Regions from separate parts of the Mus musculus genome. Here regions 1, 2 and 3 are each linked to region 4. A link is a contact called in public Hi-C and HiChIP or PLAC-seq data. All regions are on one chromosome and are shown on one strand. The core of a region is the stretch at or near the end of the contact, and the rest is flanking DNA. Distances in the headings are between cores, read along the strand shown.

Region 1 (2,700 bases), core at 87-2,586, 230 kb before region 4:
CAGACTCTCTAGTCTGTGAGTACTAGATTATATACTAGTTATTGGGCTATAAACACTCAGTGTCAACCTCCATTTTTAACGTGTTTTATGATGAGAAACCCATTTTGACTTAAGAAGCTACCATAGGATCTGCCCAGAGAGGGCACTAGAGAGAGACTTCAAGGTTGGAAAAGGAAGAATTTCCTTTTCCATTTGCTTCTGTTTCCTCTCTTGTTTGGGCCCCCGCTGTAGCCTCTAATCCACCAGTAATCATTATAAGACCCTCCTTCATTTTGGGAATCAACAAAACATCCTAAAATGGGCACTTAGTGTCTGCTCACTGAATAAACCTGATCACCCTACTTAAGGACACTCACACACAGACTGCATTCTCTTCTGTGACAGCCTGGGTCGAACCTTCTCTGGCACTTTCACAAATATTAATTTCAGCTTCAAGGAATTACTCCTCGTTTTCCATCAGCCCAGAATTGATAGGTACCCTTCTCTTGCTATTACCTTAATAGCTTAGTAATATTTTCCTACGCCCTTCTCTACCATGACACATTTACATTTTCTTCTTTTTTTCCTGCTTTCTTGCTTGCTTGTTTGTTTTTTGCTTGTTGTTTGGTTTTTGTGAATGACTGTCCAATTGTAGACTCCTACCTGATTCCTAATTCAGGAATATAAAAGCAGACTTACTTTTTTCCTCATATATTCTTTTTTACTTTTATATCTCTACATGGATCTCTTTGACTGAATAGCATAGTTTGTTTTGCTTACCCTAAATTTTCTTACACATCTGTATTTGACTTGCACAGTGAGCATGATGCATACCACTACCTCAGATTCTTACATCCCTTCCCTACTGCATGTTTTTAGTCTTTATTGAACTATTCTAATTTATTACAGGAGACTGATTTGCTTGCTTCTAATAAATACCTATATCCAAAGAATGTTTCACTTCTGCCTTATGATAAGAAAACAACTCAAACTGTAGCAGAAACAGAAGAAAGTTCAGCTTTCTGTATAGATGCGGATTAAGAAGAAATAGGGAGAAGTTGAACTCGTGCAAAACCTGACTTAGTCATGCTAATGGTTACAAGGAATTCTGTGGGCTGAGTGGTGGCAGATCCCCAAAATTTTTACAAGAAAACAGAAATCCAGATTCCTATGTAATGAATTTAAATGTTCATATCGAATTGGAAGAGAATATTAAATATTGAGCTGGCATCTTTTGTGCCAACCAAATATTATCCATCTGTGAGTCATATTTTACCAAGTGCCTGCCAAAGTGCTTTTCGTCATCCAACTCCTGATTTATCAGCCAAATCTTCATGTGTGATCTCGTTACAGCCTAGGGAGGGCAAATAATGTTACCATGAAGGAGAAAAAAAAACCCAGTTATAAACAGGAGTCATGAATCACATTTCAAATTTTGATATGAGAAAAAGCTTTAGGGAGGAATATTCTCTATTACTAAAACCATTTAAGAAAAGATGGCTGTTGATTGTTTTGGAGAAATGGAGCAGAATTGAAAGAAAATCCCCCAATTTATTATTTCAAAGTCATTTGAAAATAAAGATAGCAGCCTTGTTTATAATAGCCAGAAGCTGGAAAGAACCCAGATGCCCCTCAACAGAGGAATGGATTCAGAAAAGGTGGTACATTTACACAATGGAATACTACTCAGCTATTAAAAAAATGAATTTATGAAATTCCTAGGCAAATGGATGGACCTGGAGGGTATCATCCTGAGTGAAGTAACCCAATCACAAAGGAACTCACACAATATGTACTCACTGATAAGTGGATATTAGCCCAGAAACTTAGGATACCCAAGATATAAGATACAACTTGCCAAACGCATGAAATTCAAGAAGAACGAAGACCAAAGTGTGGACACTTTACCCTTTCTTAGAAATGGGAACAAAACACCCATAGAAGGAGTTACAGAGACAAAATTTGGAGCTGTGACGAAAGGATGGACCATCTAGTGATTGCCATATGCAGGGATCCATCCCATAATCAGCTTCCAAATGGTGACACCATTGCATACACTAGCAAGATTTCGCTGAAAGGACCCAGATATAGCTCTCTCTTGTGAGACTATGCCAGGGCCTAGCAAACACAGAAGTGGATGATCACAGTCAGCTATTGGATGGGTCACACGGCCCCTAATGGAGGAGCTAGAGAAATTACCCAAGGAGCTAAAGGGAACTGCAACCCTATAGGTGGAACAACATTATGAACTAACCAGTACCCTGGAGCTCTTGACTCTAGCTGCATATGTATCAAAAGATGGCCTAGTCGGTCATCACTGCAAAGAGAGGCCCATTGCAAACTTTATATGCCCCAGTACAGGGGAACGCCAGGGCCAAAAAGGGGGAGTGGGTGGGAAGGGGATTGGGGGGGTGGGTATGCGGGACCTTTGGGATAGCATTGAAAATGTAAACGAGGAAAATACCTAATTAAAAAACAGATAAAAAAAAAAGAAAATAAAGGGCTTTTCTTGTCATATAAAAACTTCAGCATAGTAACAGCAAGTCCCAGACCCTGGAAAGCCAGAGCAGTTACCTGTGGGGTGACTGCTGCTTACTGTGGGACTTCAACCAAGGTGGAGTTTCAATAGTAGGATATCATTTCCAAAAGCACACAACTTTGCAACATGTTACAGTCTTGAGATGAAAAAAGTTGAAATCAACTGATGATGAATTGTGAATT
Region 2 (2,700 bases), core at 149-2,648, 150 kb after region 4:
GCTCCCAGGCCTGCTTTAATGATGGGATAAGGAGGAGTCTCAATTTGCTTGGAGCCGATCTCCTTGGCATCCAAACCCAATGGTCTTTATTGTATCGATTTGCAATGCGACAAATTATTTTAAATGTATATATTCATGAATCTTTTCCCCTTTAAAAATCACACAAGTGACATATCACTGCTACAAGAAACCCAAGCGAAAATGTACAGGAAAAAAAATGATAATAAATTTCTCCTTTCTTTTAACTCGGATCTGCCCTCTCTCTGGTGACAGCAGCTTGGCATGGATCCTTTCAGAGCTAGTGTGGCTGCTTTCGTGAGGGCGTGCAGTAGATGCTCACTAAGTAGCTGTCAAGTTGACTTGGAGTAAACCTGCGTTCATAAGCAGCTTGCTTTTATCTTTTACAATGGCTGATTTCTTTTCATTACTACTTCCTGATTGCACCTCTGTGGCGGCTTTGCCTCTAAGGGAACTATGGAATGGGCTTCTATGAGACTTCCCATCAGCAGACTCATCCCCACTCTTTTCTCATATATAGAGGTGGAGTTATCAGCCTCAATCTGCTTTGTTCTGTATGTCTTTGCCAAGAATCATCCCACTGTACTTCACATGAGCTAAAGCAGGTGATGAAAATCTATTCTCCAAGACTCTGATACTGCTGCTGTGCCTCCAGAGACAGAGAGTTTGCTTAGGACATACAACTGCCTCACTTTAATCTCTAGTATTGTGTAACAAGGTGTGTAATTCTAGCATGTTGGAGGTAGAGGCAAAGGGAGCCATGGTAGAGAATTGGAGGACAGCCTGGGCTGTTGGCGACCCTGTCTCAAAACAAACACAAAAGCAAACCAACAAACCAGGCATACAAACGACACTTAAAAAACAAAAAAGAGATTTCATGTGTTGCTCTAGTCTGACATAACTAACTTCTTACCCGTCATGTTGCCTGGATCCTTTAGCTCCACCAAGATAGACATCATGGGGAAGCAAGGAGGAACTCTGCCAGTGTTGGTGCTTGGCAGTGTTTATAACCCCTACGTGTTGACAACAGTGCGTGGCAGCAAGAGACATAGGAAGCAACAGGAAGTGTCACCCTGTATTGTTAGCAACTCTGGTACAGGCCTTGGGCACTGAGACCTTCAGCCCTACAGAGACAAATTGTATAGTTCTTGTGTAGGTCAAAGAACTCAATATTCTCCACTTCTTGACAGTAGCTGATATTGTAGCATCTGAGTCCACAATGTCAGGATCCTAGGTCCTTGAAGCCGCTGCTGCTGCTTCTATCCCTGCTGTGACTGAGGGCATCTCCATTGCTGCTGTCTATGCTACTGCTCTGCCTCTGTCTTCTGCCAACACCGCGGCAGCTGCTTCTCTCCAACGTTGCTACTCCTCTGGGCTTCTGCAGCTGTGCCTCTGCTGATGTCAAGACTGCCAGCTGCTCCTGTGGCTCTCCCACTTCTAAAGCTCTGCCTCAGGCATACATCTTTTCCCTGTATCTGCTGCCGCTCTGTCACCACCGAGCCGCAGTTGCTTCCCTTGTGGTACCAGCTGATCTCGTCTTACTAACAGATATCAAAAGTAGACAAGAAAAAAAATACATGAAAGAGACCTTTTAGAGGGGTTAATGTTGCAACACTAGAGGGGGCATTGCAGGAAGAGTCTCATCGCTGGCTCACAAAATAAGGAGAACATCTTGCTTAGAGAGCCAGTGAATGTATCCTGATGCTGTTCGTTGAATACCTTCAAGAAAATCAAGGATTGTGGTTACACCGACCAAAGCACTGTTGCTTTTGTACCAGACACAGCTACCCCCTGTTGGACCAGCAGAGCAAGTGCTACCTTCTGCTCTTAGTGGAAAGGGCTATTATGCCACTGAGACTTTATCAGTGTCAGTGATTGCAAACAAGCCAAGTAGCCACACAAAATCTGAGCCAGGTATGGCTGGATGTACAGCTGTGTTTCTGCAGCAAGCATCTCTGGTCGTCATGGAACTTCATCAAGATACCTATCAAGTGCTGTTCAAAATGACCAGTCTTGGCATAAATGCAGTCTAACTATTTTCATGAATAATAGCCTTTCTCAAAGCAACCAGGGCACCAGAGGAGAGGGCAACAGCTTTTACTTATTGAATCAAATGTCTCTTCCCACAAGGTCTTCACTTCTTTTATAAAGACCACGAACATCAGAACTCTTGAATGGACCAACATGGATGATGATTATTAATAATGACACTAATAGTGTTTTAGCAGTGCCTAACACCTACCCCACAGCACAGGCAGTGATGGGTTCCCCTAATTTTCACTATAGCCACAATTTACTGTAGTTTTTGCCTTCTCAACGTTAAAACTCTTGGCAAGTTAGTCTCTTTGAGGTGCCAGATGCACTTTCTGCTCCATTTTGCCTCTGATTCCTTCTGAGTTTCACTGTAGGATTCAATTAAACAATGATTTTAAGTAAGTCCTTTTCTTGGGACATTTGATTTGACATTCTAGAGAGCTTGCGAGGACAGATTAAGGAAATGTTCTTACTATACTTGAAGCTAAGATGGAAGATGTCAAGTTCATACAAAAAATATCTAATAAAATTATTTCTGTCCTAGCTCCCTCTGTTTGCATCCACACATAAATAGATATTCCATTCCCATCCCAGAGTAGCTATTGACCTCTTTCTTCCCTTTTCTGCCCCTAAACTGTTCATTCTTAC
Region 3 (2,700 bases), core at 2-2,501, 240 kb after region 4:
GATATTAATTACATAGGGTTTATCCAAGGTTACCCTGGTTAATGATGGAGCTCAGCTGCCATGTGCCTCAGGTTATTTTACTGTCTTATTTGACTCTGTCCTTCAGCACTTCAATTGGGAAGGCAGTGGTGTGCAGTATTATGGCACTACTGGCATCCCAAGTACATCTATTGGTCTAATAGCCTCAGGCCCCTTTACTTAAAGGGGAGAGTTTTTTTCCTGAGGTCTCACTAGCACGTCCTCATAAATCACCAGTGGAATCCAGAGTTGCTTGCATAATGATGTGAAACTTAACTAGGAGTTTAGCAGTGCATCACGACATCCAGCCATTTCAGTTTATCACATCCCAGGGCCCAGGGGGATGAGAGAGAGAGAGAGAGAGAGAGAGAGAGAGAGAGAGAGAGAGAGAGAGAGAGAGAGAGAGAAGCATAAGAAACAAGCTAGTAAATTCATTTATAAATCCAGCATCCTCCTCCCTGTCCTTGGTAAATGTTGTAAATTCTAGCCCTTTATGGTTTGCTTGAGGAAGCAAGCTCAATGTCAGAGTGTTTTAATAGCTTTTGATTTACTTATTAAGTGCTTATTAGAGTGATGAATGACAGGGCTTTGAAGCCAATCACAGACTTGGGATAGGCGGGAGCTTCTTGGCTTTCCTACTGGGGACATGAGGTTGATTAGTTTTGGCGCAGATATTCGGGTGGAGCTGGAATACACTCGACATTTCTTTTGCTCTGTGAGTGGCAGCTGGCTCTTTATTTTTCCCCTTTGTCACTTAAAAGAATATGGTACCACAGGGCATTTTATAAGCTCCTGTGCTCCAAGCCTCTTCTAGTAGCTATGAGCTGAGTAGGAATTAGAGGAACTGTTCTGGAATCTTCCTCCACCCTACCTTCAAAATGTACAAAAAAAAAAAAGAAAGAAAGAAAAAAGAAAAAGACGTTCCCCCACTCACTCCCCCCTCCCCGCACACTGCCCCCGCACTCCCCCCCCCCCCCCCACCATTCGTATTAATTCAGGACCACAAATAAGAACCCAGAGTTCTTTGTGCATGGCTCTAAGTTCTGCTAAAGAGCAAACCAGGTGGCTGCAGAGGTAATTTGGCTTGCCTTTGCATTTGTTCCCATAATAACTGCCATACCATGCACAGCACCCAGCAGGGCGAGCTCTGAAACCTCTCTCCTCAGTAGACAGAATTAAGTTGCATTTCAACCCGTGCTCATTCGGGAATCCTCAATAGCCAGTCTCCCTCCGAGGGTGGCAGAGCAGCCTTTTGAGATGTAAATACTATCGCCTGCGCCGGGAAATCCATGGAGTCAGTTCCTGGGTCTTTACTTACAAGAGTTTTCAATGAAGAATCAGTGGATTTCAGTTCCAGCAGCATTTTTCTTGCCTTGAAATCCAGCCTTAGTGTTCATCAATTTGTTTAATAATGCCTAGGGAGCCTTTAGTCCCTGCACTGAATAATGAATATTTAGAGTGCCCACTGCCTCAAATGTGTGCTTTCTCAATGTGTGCTTCCTTCCGTGGGCAAAAGGCAAACTGACAGGAAACAGGCTCGCTCCCCTTTCCTCACGGACATGGAAGAATTTGTTTAGGAAATGATGCTTAGCCAAAGAAAATACTCCTTCAAAATATACTTCCTGAGTCTTTATCATCATTATTATCTTTACAGCCCAGTGACTGCACCAGCTCGCCATATGCTTGTTATTAGAATACTTTAAGAAGCTTTTCAAAAACTTAAAGATCTGGGTACCACACTCAAAGGCCTGGGATGTGACCTCAGAATGGATTGTTTATATCTCAGGTTGCTGTGTAACCAGGTGAAGAACTCCCAGCAGCTTATATTGCCAGGAAGAAATGATTTTTGCAGATCTCTAATTAATGCGACCTTTTAGGAAGTTGGGGTGCTAAACTTTTGTGTTCTGTATGCTCTGGGAAGCCTGTTGAAATGCAAATTCTCTGGTCAATAGGAGCTCTGATTCCTGAGGTTGGGGCAAAGATCAGGAAGCTACATTTTAACCAGATCTTCCTGTGCAAGAAATAAAAGGACCATCTCATAAAGAAAGAGCTGTGTGGGCAGCCAGTCAGGGCTTGCTGCTATTGCTTTGTTTCTTGTTGAGTGGCTCTGATTTAAGGGAATTGGTCAAATTAAGCGCACTGATTGGATTTTATTCTCAAGTCTCTCTGTGTTCAGTAGGTGTAGTCTGTCAGGCAGGGTTCACCCAAAACAGATGGGAAAAAAAATCCCAAGGCAGCATTGTATTTTCAAAAGGATTACATGAGATCTCAAGCAGGCTCTACATTTGGGGAACTTTTAATATAACTTGACACACACCCCCTCCCCACCACCAGGAGATCTAATTACATTGGCTTGAGATGACCCCAGATTGGCATCTTTTAACATTTCACCACGTGAGTGGAACCTGCTCTCGGAATTGAGAGCTGGTGGTTTAAGAATTGTGCAAAGCCCCGGGATTCTCAGACTGGCTGTGAAATGTCAAGAAGTGTGCTGTGCTGAAGATGCAGGGACTGGAAAGGCTGAGTGTGTCAGGTCTTCTGTCTGCTGAGACCACACTGCACCAAACTGAGCTCAGAATGGTAGCTTCCTGGCACTGGTGGTAGGAGAGGAAATAGAGAAAGAGATGAGAAAGTCATGTCTATCATCATGGCTGAGTTAGAGTTTCTATTGCTGTGCTAAAA
Region 4 (2,838 bases), core at 80-2,579:
TTCTCATGTGCTCAAGAGGACATTATTTGGTGCGTGGAAATGGTAAAGAGATGCGATGGCATTTAAACCTTGGCATCAACTAACAATTTGAAAAAGGCCTGGCTTTAGATGAACTGCAATTTCCAAAGCGCTCCCACCTACTATAAATCATTACCTCAATTTCTGAGTAGAGGCAGGGGATCTTGGGTGGATTGATATTATAATCACATAATTACAGAATTTTAGGGTCACAAAGGATTTTAAAGGTCATGTATTGCAACCACTTAATTTAATATTTGGGAAGCACAATTACCTGAAGGTCCCACAGCAAACACTTTCAAGCGCGGGCTTGCTGGGGGGGGGGGGATCTGAATGCATGTGTTAGCAACCCTGAGCTAGACACCAGTGATGCCAGAAGAATACAACACATTTCCTCTATTTGTTGATATACAGATCTATAACAAACTCACAACACATACTCATCAAGCCAATCACTTACATTTGCTACCATTCAGTGCACTGTTACCAAACACAGAGAATAATACGGCAAACAGGTCACTTCGGAGTCTCCCTTCTCTCAAGGAGCTTATGGTCTCTTAAGGACAGTTGCCAAGATGTATATAACTACAAAATACTTGGGGAATCTTAACTTTAATTGTGTTGTCAACTGTGAGTGCTTTCAATACTGGAGAGTGCTTAAAAAGACCTGAAATCTAGGAGGAATCACAGAGGAGAGAAAATCTCACCAACTATATATATATATACACACACACATAGACTGAGCAGGACACACACACACACACACACACACACACACACACACACACACACACAGTTTATTGCACCACTCTCTGCTGCCTTCTGAGATCTTCTCCAGGCCTGGGCACACAAAGTAAGGACTACATGCCAACTCACCCAGTTTAAGAGGGAGAGCAAGAGCCCACTCATCTTCTAAACTGGAAAAGACCAGAAAAAGAGAAAAGGGGAGAAACAACCACAGAGAGAAGGGAAAACAGGAATAGGAAACCCTTCACAGCGCCTGCTCCGGGAGCCTGGGGCTGCTCGCCCCAAGAGGAAGGGTGCTTGCTCGGGCTGCTTGCGGGGACTCGGCGCGCCTTGGGGAGGGTAGGCGACAGCGCAGCCCGCGCCCGCAGCCCTGGACACAGCGCAGCTCGGAGACGGGACGCAGTGCCCCGGAGCCCCGGCAGAGCCCGCCCTCCCTCCCGCGTCGCCAGCCGGCGCGCGGCGCCCTCTCCGCCCGTGACTTCAGTTCGGCTCCACCCCCGCGCGGCGGCGGCGGCGGCGGTGGCTCGCAGCTCCGTCCCAACCCGCGCGCTCCGCACAAGCCCAGCCTGGGCGAGCGGCAGGCACCTGCCCGGCGCCGCCTCCGCGCGCCCCGCCGCCGCCCAGCCCAACTTGGATGGAGTTGTGGTCCTGAGCGCACGCCCTGCCGCCGTCAGCCTGTAGCCTCGCTCCGCTGCCTGCCTTCGGTCCGGGACCCCCTCTCCGCTTCTCTACGCTCCAGAGATGGGAAAAGTTGGCGCTGGAGACGGCTCCTCGGCCGGGCTGAGCGCGCTCCTTGCAGGAGCGGGGCTTCTGATGCTCTTAGCCCCCGGCGTCTGCAGCAGCCTCTCTTGCTGCCCTCCGCAGCACCCTAGCTCGACCCCACGCCGGACCCTTACCCCAAGAGGCTTTCCTCACCCGGGACCTCTGGGTCGGGCTCCTGCCACGCCCCCGCCCCTCTTCATGAGACCCCTGTTCGCAGTGGCCCCCGGGGACCGTGCGCTGTTTCTGGAGCGAGCTGGGGGCAGCAGGGTGTCAGTGGCGACCGCTGCACGCTCTGGCCGTAGGAGACGGAGTGGAACGGAACCCGAGAAGATTGAACCCGGAGAGGGTGCGAGTCGGAGCCGCCGGGACATGCTAAAGGATGGAGGGCAGCAGGGGCTTGGGACTGGCGCACGGGACCCGGACAAAGCCACCCGCTTCCGGATGGAGGAGCTGAGACTGACCAGCACCACATTTGCTCTGACAGGAGACTCAGCACACAACCAAGCTATGGTCCACTGGTCTGGCCACAACAGCAGCGTGAGTAGAATGGAACTGGGGGCAAAGGGGCGAGAGAAGGAAAGGGTTACCTTTCACTGTAAGAGCTGGCGGAGAATTGGGGGCGGAGGGGGGGGGGGCAAAGAGGTTTCTTTCTTGGGAGATGCTGCACAGTGAAGTCTTCCCAGCTAGCCTCCCCCAAGAGTTAATGGTGCCTACTAGGGTGCCCCCACCGCCACCTTCAGAGTGTTCTCCAGATCAAAAGGTTCAAATTGGAACGGACCAGGCAGATCTTTTTTATTTCTTCAATGGCACTGGAGAGTAGAACTGAAGACCAAATATGGGGGTTGTATGTGCGTTAAAGTATTTTTAATGAAGATCTGAAAGGGTTAAATCTCCAAGCCCACTGAAATCCCCTGAAGGGACATTTCCTTACCTGATAGACTGATGGAGCACACGGAGAAGTCGCCTCTGTGGGCTTTTTATTTTATTTTTATACAGAGCTCCTAGCCCCTTGTTCTACCCCGGAGAAGGCAAACTGCAGTACGATATAAGGTGCCCTTTGGTATTAGAAATCTATTTGGGAACCAAACGGATGCAAGTTTCAGTGCAGAGGCTCCCCAGCATCTCCTGACAGCATTAGCAAGTGCATCTTGAGAGCCAGGCTTTTCTAGCCCATGAAAGGGCAGTTGTTCTCTGGCATGGTCAGCCTGGGGAAGATCAGATAGATAGATCCCAGTGACAACAACTCCCTGTTTTCCCACCGACTGACCTCCTCTAGGGAGGAGCTGAAATAAAGATTTGAGTTACCCTTTA

Evidence for each region. Hi-C and Micro-C count contacts between places; a contact is called where the count stands out from the background. HiChIP or PLAC-seq counts read pairs in DNA pulled down with a chosen protein or histone mark.
Region 1: a contact with region 4 is called in a Hi-C map of cerebral cortex, with 3 times the contacts expected there. The contact joins the enhancer-like site here to the promoter of Sorcs1 in region 4. A contact is called at or near these places in 2 of 39 promoter capture datasets (both in the 3T3-L1 cell line), 3 of 484 Hi-C or Micro-C datasets (cerebellar granule neurons, cerebral cortex and neural progenitor cells), 1 of 115 datasets of contacts at active chromatin or transcription factors (neural progenitor cells) and 1 of 9 other capture datasets (liver).
Region 2: a contact with region 4 is called in a Hi-C map of cerebral cortex, with 4 times the contacts expected there. The contact joins the enhancer-like site here to the promoter of Sorcs1 in region 4. A contact is called at or near these places in 1 of 39 promoter capture datasets (hippocampal neurons), 4 of 484 Hi-C or Micro-C datasets (cerebral cortex, cortical neurons, neural progenitor cells and 1 more) and 2 of 115 datasets of contacts at active chromatin or transcription factors (neural progenitor cells and oligodendrocyte precursor cells).
Region 3: an H3K4me3 HiChIP or PLAC-seq map of neural progenitor cells shows a contact between it and region 4, with 18 read pairs. The contact joins the enhancer-like site here to the promoter of Sorcs1 in region 4. A contact is called at or near these places in 1 of 39 promoter capture datasets (neural stem cells), 1 of 484 Hi-C or Micro-C datasets (cortical neurons) and 5 of 115 datasets of contacts at active chromatin or transcription factors (astrocytes, embryonic forebrain, embryonic stem cells and 2 more).

Annotation. Positions count from the first base shown.
Region 1 is chr19:50,907,472-50,910,171 of GRCm38.p6, reverse strand. No RefSeq gene overlaps it. Among named protein-coding and RNA genes, the nearest start is that of Sorcs1, 230 kb to the right of the region's middle. Within about 2 kb of position 1,336, at least 9 of the 459 cell types and tissues checked have an H3K27ac peak or open chromatin away from gene starts, as enhancers often do.
Region 2 is chr19:50,525,004-50,527,703 of GRCm38.p6, reverse strand. The region is part of intron 1 of Sorcs1 (sortilin-related VPS10 domain containing receptor 1); the gene reads left to right. Among named protein-coding and RNA genes, the nearest start is that of Gm26629, 150 kb to the left of the region's middle. Within about 2 kb of position 1,398, at least 12 of the 459 cell types and tissues checked have an H3K27ac peak or open chromatin away from gene starts, as enhancers often do. A contact at or near this core is called in cerebral cortex and oligodendrocyte precursor cells, where this site is marked.
Region 3 is chr19:50,439,207-50,441,906 of GRCm38.p6, reverse strand. The region is part of intron 2 of Sorcs1 (sortilin-related VPS10 domain containing receptor 1); the gene reads left to right. Among named protein-coding and RNA genes, the nearest start is that of Gm26629, 240 kb to the left of the region's middle. Within about 2 kb of position 1,251, at least 39 of the 459 cell types and tissues checked have an H3K27ac peak or open chromatin away from gene starts, as enhancers often do. A contact at or near this core is called in astrocytes, cortical neurons, embryonic stem cells and 3 more, where this site is marked.
Region 4 is chr19:50,677,137-50,679,974 of GRCm38.p6, reverse strand. It overlaps Sorcs1 (sortilin-related VPS10 domain containing receptor 1), which reads left to right and starts at 1,329. Exons shown (of 26, transcript NM_021377.3): 1 at 1,329-2,064. The coding sequence starts at 1,507. Gm26629 (predicted gene, 26629) reads right to left here and starts at 2,570. Exons shown (of 8, transcript NR_166832.1): 1 at 2,459-2,570.